Linked DNA regions of Mus musculus: region 1 is linked to region 2. The links are chromatin contacts, called in public HiChIP or PLAC-seq maps. All regions are on one chromosome and are shown on one strand. Each heading gives the region's core, a stretch centred on a gene start, on an enhancer-like site or on the middle of the called end of the contact. The rest is flanking DNA. Distances are from core to core; before and after follow the strand shown. Region 1 holds the start of 4930480C01Rik (a long non-coding RNA gene). Region 2 overlaps N4bp2 (NEDD4 binding protein 2).

Region 1 (5,589 bases), core at 270-2,769, 160 kb before region 2:
GCAGTCTTGCTTGGCCTCCCGTGAACAGGAGTGCTGCCTTGTGTCCACCTTGGGGGACATAGTAGCTGCACTTTGGGACTTAGGCTATATTGCATGTGTGTCTGGGGAGGACCTGGTTCCCTAAAGGGCAGCCTTGAGAGGCCAGGTGTACAAAGGAGTAAAGGCTCTGCTAGAGACACCAGGTACTTGTTCCCACCAGCATCACACGCAGCTTGTCAGAGCAGATCCCTGCTTGGCCTCGGAGCTGGCAGGTTCCAGGCAGAATGGAAGAAGCTAAACAGATGTGGGCTCCACCCTAGATCCAAATCCAGAAAAACAGCCAAGTCAATATATGCACAAGACTGTAAGCTCCTGGGCAGAAGATTCCAGGTTTACCTACCTCAAACTGCAACACCACAGGAATCAAGGATTGTGGTGACCCTTTTTAAATAAGAATAAATGTTTGGCCAAGGAGAGGTGGCTAGAGACGTTTACAGTGTGAACAGACACTAGGAAGTCAGTTCTGTAAGAATTTAAAGACTAACCCAAACTTAGTGGCAGAGGCCTGTAACCCCAGTATTTGAGAGGCTGAGGCAGGGGGATCGTGAGTTTTAGACCAGCCTGGGCTGCATGGCAAGAGCCTGCCTATACAAACAACAACAAAACTCTCGCTACTCAATCTGTACTGAACACATTTATTGAAAGCAGAGCACAGGGCTCATAAGAGAATATTTGCTTTATCAGTGCGTTTGTGGACTGTCTGGAAAAAAAAAAGGCACACTTGTAAGCTAAGCTGTGGTAAACGAGTTAAGTATTGCCGAGGGAGTAGACCACAGGGGAATGGGGTTGATTTATCTTCCCGATGAGAGGTTAGGAAAAGAGGGAGTCCATGGAGCCCCAGGCTGGGATGTCACAGGAGGCAGAGATCACGAGTCTCTAGAGATTCAAGGGCATGTGTCAGTATCTGTTGGGTCCTAGAGAGACCTCATGGCAGAGGCCACCATACTGCCAGACAAGAAGCCAGAGAGAGAATTAGACTTTCACCACAAACCACTGAAAAGTCCCTGAATCCCCTCCAAGTGAATTACCCCTAACAAACCACTGACCATCTCCGGGCCACTGCACTACTCTCAAATGTTCTATGTCATCCTTTACTGGCCCACTAGGGGGCGTAGCTTCCAGCATAAACCTTTAAGGGAACACTCAAACCACATTCAAACTGAAGCAGGCTGCATTTGTCACTCAAGACCGTGAGACATGGAGATGTAGCTCAGTCATACAGTGTTTGCCTACCATACGGAAGCCCCCATCACTGACAAAAAAACAAGAAGAGTAGTGGATAAGCACAAACCTATGTAGGGTCAGCCTATGTACGATAAGCCCAGAGTACAAAGATGAAAACGTGCCTGTCCTGAAGAATTACCTCATAAGAAAAGGCCGAGTAAATACTAGTCCTTCTATTTGTCTGATTTGCCGTAACAAAATACTTAGGGCTGGATACGTTGTAAAGAAAGGAAGGTTATATAGCTCACAGTTCCAGTATCTTAGGCAGCTGCATCTCCTGAGAGCCTTTGTGTTGTGTCATAACATGGCAGGTGACATCACACAGTGAGAGAAAGAGAAAGAATATGAATCATGGGTGCGTAAGGAAGCAATAAAGTGAACCAAGACCAGCACCACCCCCCATTTCCCCCACCCCCTCCCCATCGCCCCACCCCCACTCCCAATCCCCCAGCTACATAGAGTTCCAGGCCATCTTGGACCATGTGAGATTCTGCCACAAGAGGGCCGAGCTCTGACACTATTTTTTTCAGAAACTCGCCTTTTCTTGCTGAAAATATAGTAGTCAATGTCAACAGAATACACTTCCTGGGCTGAGTAACGCCTTCTGTGGGCGCTTGGGGGAAGAACAAGGGCCCTGGAAACAATAAGGTTCTTGGCTCCGCCCCCTTCAGAGTCCACAGTGAGGGCCAAGGCTTTTATTGCCCTGGTTCCAGTTTTCAGTGTTTCCTCTCGATTAAAAGCCCCCTGGCTGCCCAGGATTGCCTGTAATGACAGTAAACGACTACAGAGACTGTGAAGCAATCTTTTCACATCTTAAGATGCAATCTGTCTGGCACAGCCCCTGGCGGCCTGAGTTCACGGCAAAGCTATTGTGGTGTGCGTGGGGGCATTGGCTTTGGCTCCCCCCCCCCCCTCGGTTTCCCACACCCTCTGAAATGACTGAGATTTCTGTCAGATTTCTCGCCTATGACAATCCTCATTAACTCAGTCATTTATTAGTAATAAATTAAAAAAAAATCGTTGGCAACTGTCTGCCCCTAGGGTCACAGTAACTCAAGTCCCCATGACCAAAACTGGGTGGCAAAGCTTGTTTCTCCTTAGCGGGTCTGCATTCATCCAGTGCAGTTTCTCGAAGACACGCACACACGCTGTAGCAACAATGGCAGTGACCATGAGTTCCCAAGCCCGTTGCCTAGAAACCACTCCTTGTTTCTGAAACTAATTTAAACATGAGAATTCAGCTTGTGACTCAGGCCAGCCATGCATGGCATGGTTTTCTCTCTCTCTCTCTCTCCTTTCTTCTTTCACATCACAAAATAATACATGCTTATTCCAGAAAAAAAAAAAAGAAAAATATGAAAACAAACGATCTAGAGGCACAAAAAGTCTCCTATAATCTCATTATCAGAGACAACCACTGTTGTCTCTTGGGGATATTTTCTCTTTATTTTTACTTTTCTTGGTTTTTTTTAGTGGTTTGCCTGTGTGCATGTATGTGAACCATATGTGTTCCTGGTGCCCTCAGAGGCCAAAAGAGGATGTTGGGCCCCTTGAAGTTATAGGCAGATGTGAGCCATCATGTGGGTGCTGAAAACCAAACCCCAATATTCTGCAAGAGCAGCTGGTGCTCTGAACTGCTGAGCCATCTCTCCTCCCTTTGGGGTATTTTCTTTTACGTCTCTCTTTATTATGCGCATGGTAGAGGCAGGGAGAGACTGAACATAGCTGACATTTGACAGTGAGACAACCTGTCTGTGGAGTCTCGTTTCTCCTTCCACCTTTATCCAGAACCTCTGTGCCATCTCTCCGGCCTGGAAATATTTTCTTCCTCCAAATTCTGAACATTGTTAAGAATAATTCTGGCATTTACATCAAGATTAATACTGAATTTACCTGTCTGACAAAATTTTCCAACTGTTTACTAAAATCTGCATCATATAGCAAGCTTATCTATCTATCTATCTATCTATCTATCTATCTATCTATCTATCTATCTATCTATCTATCTATCTATCTAACAGATCTATTTTGGTTATTTTCAGTCTATTACCATTTATAGTGCTGTCATGATCATTTTAATACAAAATATTTTTTTGTCCTTGTTTTCTGAGATACTTTTGCCATGTGACCAGGCTGATCTTGAACTTGCCATCCTCCTGCCCCTACCTCCCTAGTACTGGGAGTACAGTCTTGTGCTACCGTGCCTGACTATCAAAAAAACAAAAAGAGTTTCAAAGATCCTGAACATTGTATAGCTTTGTTTTTCTTTTTGTTTTTGTTTGTTTGTTTGTTTGTTTGTTTTTGGGTTTTTTTTTCAAGACAGGGTTTCTCTGTATAGCCCTGGCTGGCTGGCCTCGAACTCAGAAATCTGCCTGCCTCTGCCTCCCAAGTGCTGAGATTAAAGGTGTACGCCACCAGGCCAGCTGTATGGCTGTATAACCATTTTACCAATATTAAACTAATCTGTGCTTGTGACTCCGTGCTGTGGGTGGGGGGAGCACCAGGGACAAAACTGCCCCTCCAGCTCACCAGGCAAGTAAGTGCTCTACCGCTGAGCTGGGAATCCAGCCTCCCCAGCTTATCTTCACACGTAAGAATAAGATGTCTCCTGCATTTGTTAATTCATTGTATATGCAGTGGAGGGACATCTGTGCATGTCATGGCACAGGTGTGAAGGTCAGAGGACAGCTTGTGGGAGTCAGTTCTCAACTTTCACCATGAGGGCCTGGGCATCAGACTCATAGACAGCATCTTTACCCGCTGAGCCATCTCACCGGCCTGAGTTCATGAGATAACACGTGTGTGAACCTCAGGAGCCAGTTCATGCAGTTTGAGACAGGTAGTCAATTCTGGCTGCACCAAGCTAGCTGGCCAGCAGGTTTCCGGGCATTCCTCCTGTCTCTATCTCTCACCTTGCTGTAGTAGCACTAGGATTACAGATCCACAGTGGGATACAATGCCCTGTTCTGTGTGGTTTCTGAGACCCAAACTTAGGTCCTCATATCTGTGTGGTAAGCACTTTACACACCTCTCTCACATACACACGTCTCTCCAGCCTCATGTGTAAGATCTGTGTCAATAGCACGTTCAGGAGTAAGCCCTCGTTTTCCATGGCTAGCACAGCTCCCCTGAGGTGAATATGGCCGCCACAGGTTCTCTGTGATCATAGAAGCACGTGCATGCGGTTTGTTTGACAAGATACCTGGTTCCACCTTGCGTTTCTTTCACTTGCTCTAGCTCAGACATAGAATATTCCACAGGACTCCAGACTCTCAGTGACTGGGTTCCCAAACATGGAGCAGGTTTTACGTTGTACCTTCTATGTCACACCTTTGCTTGGGGGAACAAGGTGTGTCAAAGATAACAAATAGCCTTACCTGGATGGAGTTAGTATTATGGTCTAATCTAGAGGTCTTCAACATTTTTCTTTTTTTTCTTTTCTTTTCTATTTTTTTTTTTTTTCGAGACAGGATTTCTCTGTGTAGCCCTGGCTGTCCTGGAACTCACTCTGTAGACCAGGTTGGCCTCAAACTCAGAAATCCCCCTGCCTCTGCCTCCCGAGTGCTGGGATTAAAGGCATGTGATACCACGCCCGGCTACAATTTTGTGACCTCTCTGTACATTTCTGTTTTGAAAGCCAAGTTGAGAGTTAGAGGTTATTAAGGAGATATTTTTTAAACATAGATTGAAGTAAATGAGTTATCAGAGAAAGATGCTCAGGGAGAGATAAACATACATACATAATTAGACATGTGCATGCATACATGCATACACACACATATACACACATACACACACATGTGCACATACACAGAGTTGTAGACTTCTCAAGAGAACCATTCTCTGTAATTCTTGATTAAAATTTTCAGCAAATACTCCCAGGTATGTACATTTCTCATTTGCAAATTATGCTCATCTATAATTCCAGCATGACAAAAAATATCTATCAAAGTAGACACAGTCACCAGCCATGTCCCAGCACTTTGAAGTCTGAAGCAGGAAAATTGTGAGTTCCAGAGCACTCTGAGCTGCATAAGAAAATCTTATTTTAGAACAAAACCCAAAAAGGCATCTTAAGGAACAGAATTAAAGATAAAATGAAGAACATTAAAATCATTTACTTCTAGCTGGGTGTGGTGGTGCACGCCTTTAATCCCAGCACTTGGGAGGCAGAGGCAGGCGGATTTCTGAGTTCGAGGACAGCCTGGTCTACAAAGTGAGTTCCAGGACAGCCAGGGCTATACTGAGAAACCCTGTCTCGAAAAAAAAAATCATTTATTTCTATGATTATACATTATATAAAATATAATATGAGAAATGGCAATT
Region 2 (5,206 bases), core at 2,434-4,933:
AAGTGCTTGAGATTCACTTGTGAAATAGACGTCCTCTCAATGACTCCAAACTCAGTTATTATAAACTTATGGTACAAACCAAAGCAACATATGGCTTCATTTCCCACGCTTGGAGGTTTGTATTATCTATGATTACTGGAGAAACCTTCTTCTCAAATGCTTCTTTTGCTGAAAGACACAATACGAAAGGACATAATTTTAATAACATTAACTATCGGCTAGGCATGATGGTGAAACATTAGGAGTCAGACTTCCTGGAAGGCTGATAAGACAGAGAGGTGGCAAATTTCCAAGATGGCCAGCTTCTTCTTTACCCTCCAGCCTTAAGACAAAAGCCTGGCAGCTTAAAACAAAGGCTTTGTAGGAGGGGAGGGGAGGGGAGGGGAGGGGAGGGGAGGAAAAACTAGAGCTCACCAGACAACTATAACTTTCTTTAGCTATTGAGACACTAGTAGAAAAGACTTAATTCTTACAGGATCCCTGCTGATTAAATAAAACCTAAACACTGTCATATGTTCTAATCCTCTTATAAAAATTAACTTGAAAAAATGTTTTATTACTTTATGGAAGTGTGTCTGTTTCTCTGACTCTGTGTCTGTGTCTGTGTCTGTCTCTGTCTCTCTCTAGCTCTCTCTCTCTCTCTGTCTCTTTCTCTCTGTCTTTTTCTCTGTCTCTCTCTGCATGTGTGTGTGTACTACCAGGGAGTATGAGGTCAAAATCAGGGTTTTATCTTTTTTTTGAGTTAGGATCTCACTATATAGAGCCATCCATCCTGGAGCTCTATGTAGATCGAGATGGCCTGAGACTCACAGAGATCCACTTGTCTCTGCCTTCCCAGCAGTAAGATTACAAACACACGCTGTTGCCATGTCTGATTTTTATGTGGATGCTGGGAATTGAACACATGTCCTTGCTCCTCAAACTTAACTTAATTCTCACTGCTTATTGAGTAACGTAAGGATTGCAGCTTCTCTGTGTAGCCCTGGCTGTCCTGGAACTCACTATGTAGATCAGGTTGGCCAGGTTCAATCCACCTGCCTCTGCCTCCTGGTTTGCTGGGATTATTGGGCGGGGGCCAGTCAGAGCTCAGCGGCAGCACATCTGTGTGGCATGTTTAAGTACCACAAAACATAAGTAAACAAAGTTCTCTGTCTCCCAAAAGCCATGAATACTGAAGAAAACTTCTCCCTTCTGAGCACTGACAGCAACACACAGACCTGCGCAGCCGCTCTCACCTCGGTTCTGGTTCCACTCATGGGCTTCCCCTAAGTACTTCACATCAAACTGGTACTGTCCGTTTATATAGAAGTAGTCATCAGTGCTGAGAATGACGCCACCTGGGTTATCCTCTTGCAAAGTCCTGTCAACAACAAACGGAACTATTTTCATTCATTTTCTTTCCAAAATTCTTTCTTTTATAGTCACAAATTCTTTCCTTTTATAGTCACAAATTCAAATAAAAATTCAAGGATAGTATTTAAAAGAGCAATAAAATTCAAATAAATCACACTGGAAATTCTCTAAGCAAAACAGTTCAACTCTTCAAAAGAACTAATCCAAGATAGGCTTATTTTGCTTTATACAAATTATTCAGAAATAGTTTTGCTTTGTTTTATGAAACAGTCTCATAGAGCCCGAGCTGGCTTTAAACTTACTACCTAGCCCAGGATGGCCTTGAACTCTTCATCTTTCAGCCTTTACATCTCAAGGGCTGAGACTAAGGCCTGACTGCCATACCTGATGCTCGTTTCCTTTTAAACATGCATATATCTGAGCTATCTTTAAATAAGACTATGATCACAGGCCAGGGGCATGGTTAATGCACGAGTATAGCTAAATCACTTGTCACATAAGCATGAAGAGTCTCAGATCTCCAGGACTCATGGAAAGACGCTGTGTGGGTACAGCAGCCCACCAGAGATCCCAGTGGAAGATGGAGCAGGAGATTACAAACGTACATTTTTTTTAAAAATGACCTTTCCAGTAAATCCAAAAGCCTTGCTTTCACATCAGATTTTCCTCATGTCACATGCTAATTTAATGTTATGGACCATACTCATCTCATGTCTATCTCATCTCATATTCTATCAAAAACATAGTTCTTATTTTGTGGCAAAACTGCATTTGCCTTTGACTCCGAGGCCCCGAAATCAAGTCCAACACATCTACTACCTTGGAAGTACTCCTGGCATTCCCACTAATTTTACAAACACAACTACAAAACTTAAATGACTATATTGCTATTACTGGGGCTAGGGATATCGTTCAATTGGTAGAATATGTTTCTACCATGCACAGGGACCAGGGCTTGATCACTATTACCACAAATATCAGCTATGATGGCACACACTTGTAATCCCAGCACGTGGGGGTTTAGAGGCAGGAGGTACAGAAAATGCATGAATCCGGCTACACGGTGAATGTAAGAACAAGAACAGACTGGGATACAAGATCTCCCATCTCAAAACACACACAGTCTATGGCTACCAAAAAAAATTCAAATTCAGGAGGAAAAAAAGCAAATACATCTTAAAATGTAATGGCCAAGGGCTCAAGAGAGAAACTAAGGAAGCAAACGCCCTTGAAGGACACCCTTGAAGCCATCTCTGCGGGGCAGTCTAACCCTGATTCTGGTTCCCACATCAAAGCACTAACAACTGACTTGGCATAAAGACATAAACAAAAGGAACTGTGTTTTCCACAAAATGAAGTTCTGGGCCATGAGTGGTAACAAACACATGATTAACACCTTTAACCCCAGCACTATGCAGGCAAAGAGAACAACAGCCTGGTCTATATAAGGTCCAGGCTATGCAGTGAGACCCTGTCTCAAAACATCAAAAATAAATAAATAGTTTGAAATCGTTAGTTCTATAATTACTACTATTCACTTCTCTTCCTTCTAATTATGTTTCTTTTGTTCACTTGTTTTCTGTGGCTTGAGACAAGGTTTCCCTGTGTAGTCCTGGCTGTTCTAGAACCCAAGGATCAGCCTGTCTCTGTCCTCCCAGGACTGGTATTAAAGGCATGCACCACCATGCCCAGTTCAAAATCAAGTTTCTAAAACATTATTTAACACACTATAATTTTCAACTTCTAGTCATCAGTAGAATTCATTTATTCACCTTTTTTTGTTCCTAAATTCAAAATCAACTGTGGATCTTCTGTTCTTATTTTCAAGTCTGGTTTTTATACTCCATAAACAAAGTTAACCTCATCTTTCTCCTAGTCAAATTAGCTTTCATCCACAGAAAGTATTTCATAGTCTTAGTATCTTGAAACTATCTTTAACTTGAAACTTTTTTTTTTTTTTAGTTTTACTTCTGTCAAAACTGTATGAGAAAAAAGAATACAATAAAAACTTTTGGTTGAAGATTATTATCTTTTAAAAGATCACAAAAAAAAATTTGAGTTATTAACGATGTTGAGCAGTTATTAACGATGTGTTCTGGAAATTCACATTAGCTGTACCAATCCGTGCACTATACCTTCTAACAAATGTCAATAAAACTTCCTACCTTGCCAGAAAGGATTTCCCTGAGCCCGGCAGCCCTCTGAGAAGCACGAGAACTAAGCCAACGAAGGAGGTAGCCTTCTTCCTCACAGGCTGTGACGCTGGGGCCTCCTGCACCTGGTAAGCACTGGCTCCCTCACCGCCTCTCCACACTTTGGTTGGAGAGTTGTGGGAGATGATGGGGGGTGGGAACGTGTAGTTGACAGGTCTCCAGTGAGCAGCTGTGGTCACCACAGGGGCTACAAAGCCATGGTTTCCTTGAAAGAGATCAAAAGCAGGGATCATCGGGTTCCAGATCGGTGGTGGGGGCGGGGGCGGAAGGAGTAAGGGAAGAGGGGTGAGCACCGGGCAGTAATTCATATCCTTCCCCTTTGGTGGCAGTTCAGGATGTTTGTGCGGCTTGAAATTGAACCCTTCAGAGGGCACAAAAACATCAGGCGCAGAAGCCGACTTCTGATCCCCATCTGTACCTGGTAGGTCAGACCCTGAATTGTGCAGAGGGTGAGTTGAAGGAGCCTGAGGGTCACTGTTGCCCAAATCTGCAAGGGCTTGAGAATGCTGCGCACTAGGACACTCAGATTCTGAAAGATCTTTCTGTCTTTGGCTAAAATTGCCACAACCTCTAACAGAGCCATTTGTTGGATTTCCAGAGCTACTGAGAGGAGAGCCTTCTGAGTAGCCCCCTTCCAATGCCAATTTTGCACAACTCTCAGGCGCATTCAAAACTGAATGTGAAGTTGGTGGGTTTGAACCTGGTAAAGAAGCAGAACTCTTGAGAGTTTCGCTGTTTGAGCTCGTGCTCTGTACAGAAAGAAGAGAAGTCATGCCACTTGAATCTGAGTTCATAAAGGTGGAAGGGTCGTTAAAACTATTAGCATCTTGCAGAGGTGAGAATGGGTATACTTGGTCATCAGGAGGAGAGTTTAATTTCTCAAAAGCGTTCTGTATTAAGGAATCCAAGTCCTCAGTTAGCTGCATATCCAAAAATGAATCCAGCTTGGAATCTTCACCCTCGCCTTCGGGATGGCACGTCTCCATTACTGAGTTTCCTGCTGCACCAGGCTTGCTGTCACGATCACCAGAAGTCTGTGCAGACGACTCTGCCCCCTTGGCATCAGTGGCAGACAATTCTAACAGACAATCCATGGCATTTTCAACTGCATGAGAACAAGAACAGCAACAACAACAACAAATGTATGTATGTATGTATGTATGTGTGTGTATATATATATATATATATATATATACACACACACACACACACACACACACACATTGAAAATGTATCAATAGCCAAGTCATCTTTTAAAAACTGACACTACTCTAATACATCAAAATCTACACTAGAGAAGTATTAATGATAGAGCCATGGAATGGTATTCTTTTCAATTGTAATAAGCTACTGTCAAGTACAAATTGAACAGTTTAATGAGTATATACATAGACTCTATATGATAGGGTCATGTATAAAGATCCTAAAGTCAGTTGATACATTCAACAGTTATTTATCTATTGGATGTCCATTTAAGGACTAAGTATTTTAAGTAGGTATTCTCTTAGTAAACATTTACTCATTTACACAGTCTATACCACATATTTCACAGTATAAAAAATATATGCATCAGAGATACTTTATACAAAAATGAAGATGAATTTTTGATATGATTTTGTAAAGTATAAATCGAATATAAA

The links. HiChIP or PLAC-seq counts read pairs in DNA pulled down with a chosen protein or histone mark.
Region 1: an H3K27ac HiChIP or PLAC-seq map of DN3 thymocytes shows a contact between it and region 2, with 6 times the contacts expected there. The contact joins the promoter of 4930480C01Rik here to the enhancer-like site in region 2. A contact is called at or near these places in 2 of 39 promoter capture datasets (embryonic stem cells and stem cell-derived epiblast-like cells), 2 of 15 datasets of contacts at CTCF or cohesin (CD8 T cells and large pre-B cells), 4 of 484 Hi-C or Micro-C datasets (CD8 T cells, the HPC-5 cell line, bone marrow-derived macrophages and 1 more), 13 of 115 datasets of contacts at active chromatin or transcription factors (DN3 thymocytes, the HPC-7 cell line, acute myeloid leukemia and 9 more) and 5 of 9 other capture datasets (adipose tissue, embryonic stem cells, liver and 2 more).

Annotation. Positions count from the first base shown.
Region 1 is chr5:65,947,273-65,952,861 of GRCm38.p6, reverse strand. 4930480C01Rik (a long non-coding RNA gene) reads right to left here and starts at 1,519. Exons shown (of 2, transcript XR_376988.3): 1 at 1,403-1,519; 2 at 655-984. It also overlaps a transcript of Chrna9 not described here.
Region 2 is chr5:65,789,483-65,794,688 of GRCm38.p6, reverse strand. It overlaps N4bp2 (NEDD4 binding protein 2), which reads right to left. Exons shown (of 20, transcript NM_001024917.1): 6 at 3,519-4,671; 7 at 1,236-1,360; 8 at 80-168. The coding sequence starts at 4,660. Among named protein-coding and RNA genes, the nearest start is that of N4bp2, 29 kb to the right of the region's middle. Within about 2 kb of position 3,683, at least 37 of the 459 cell types and tissues checked have an H3K27ac peak or open chromatin away from gene starts, as enhancers often do. A contact at or near this core is called in CD8 T cells, DN3 thymocytes, double positive thymocytes and 1 more, where this site is marked.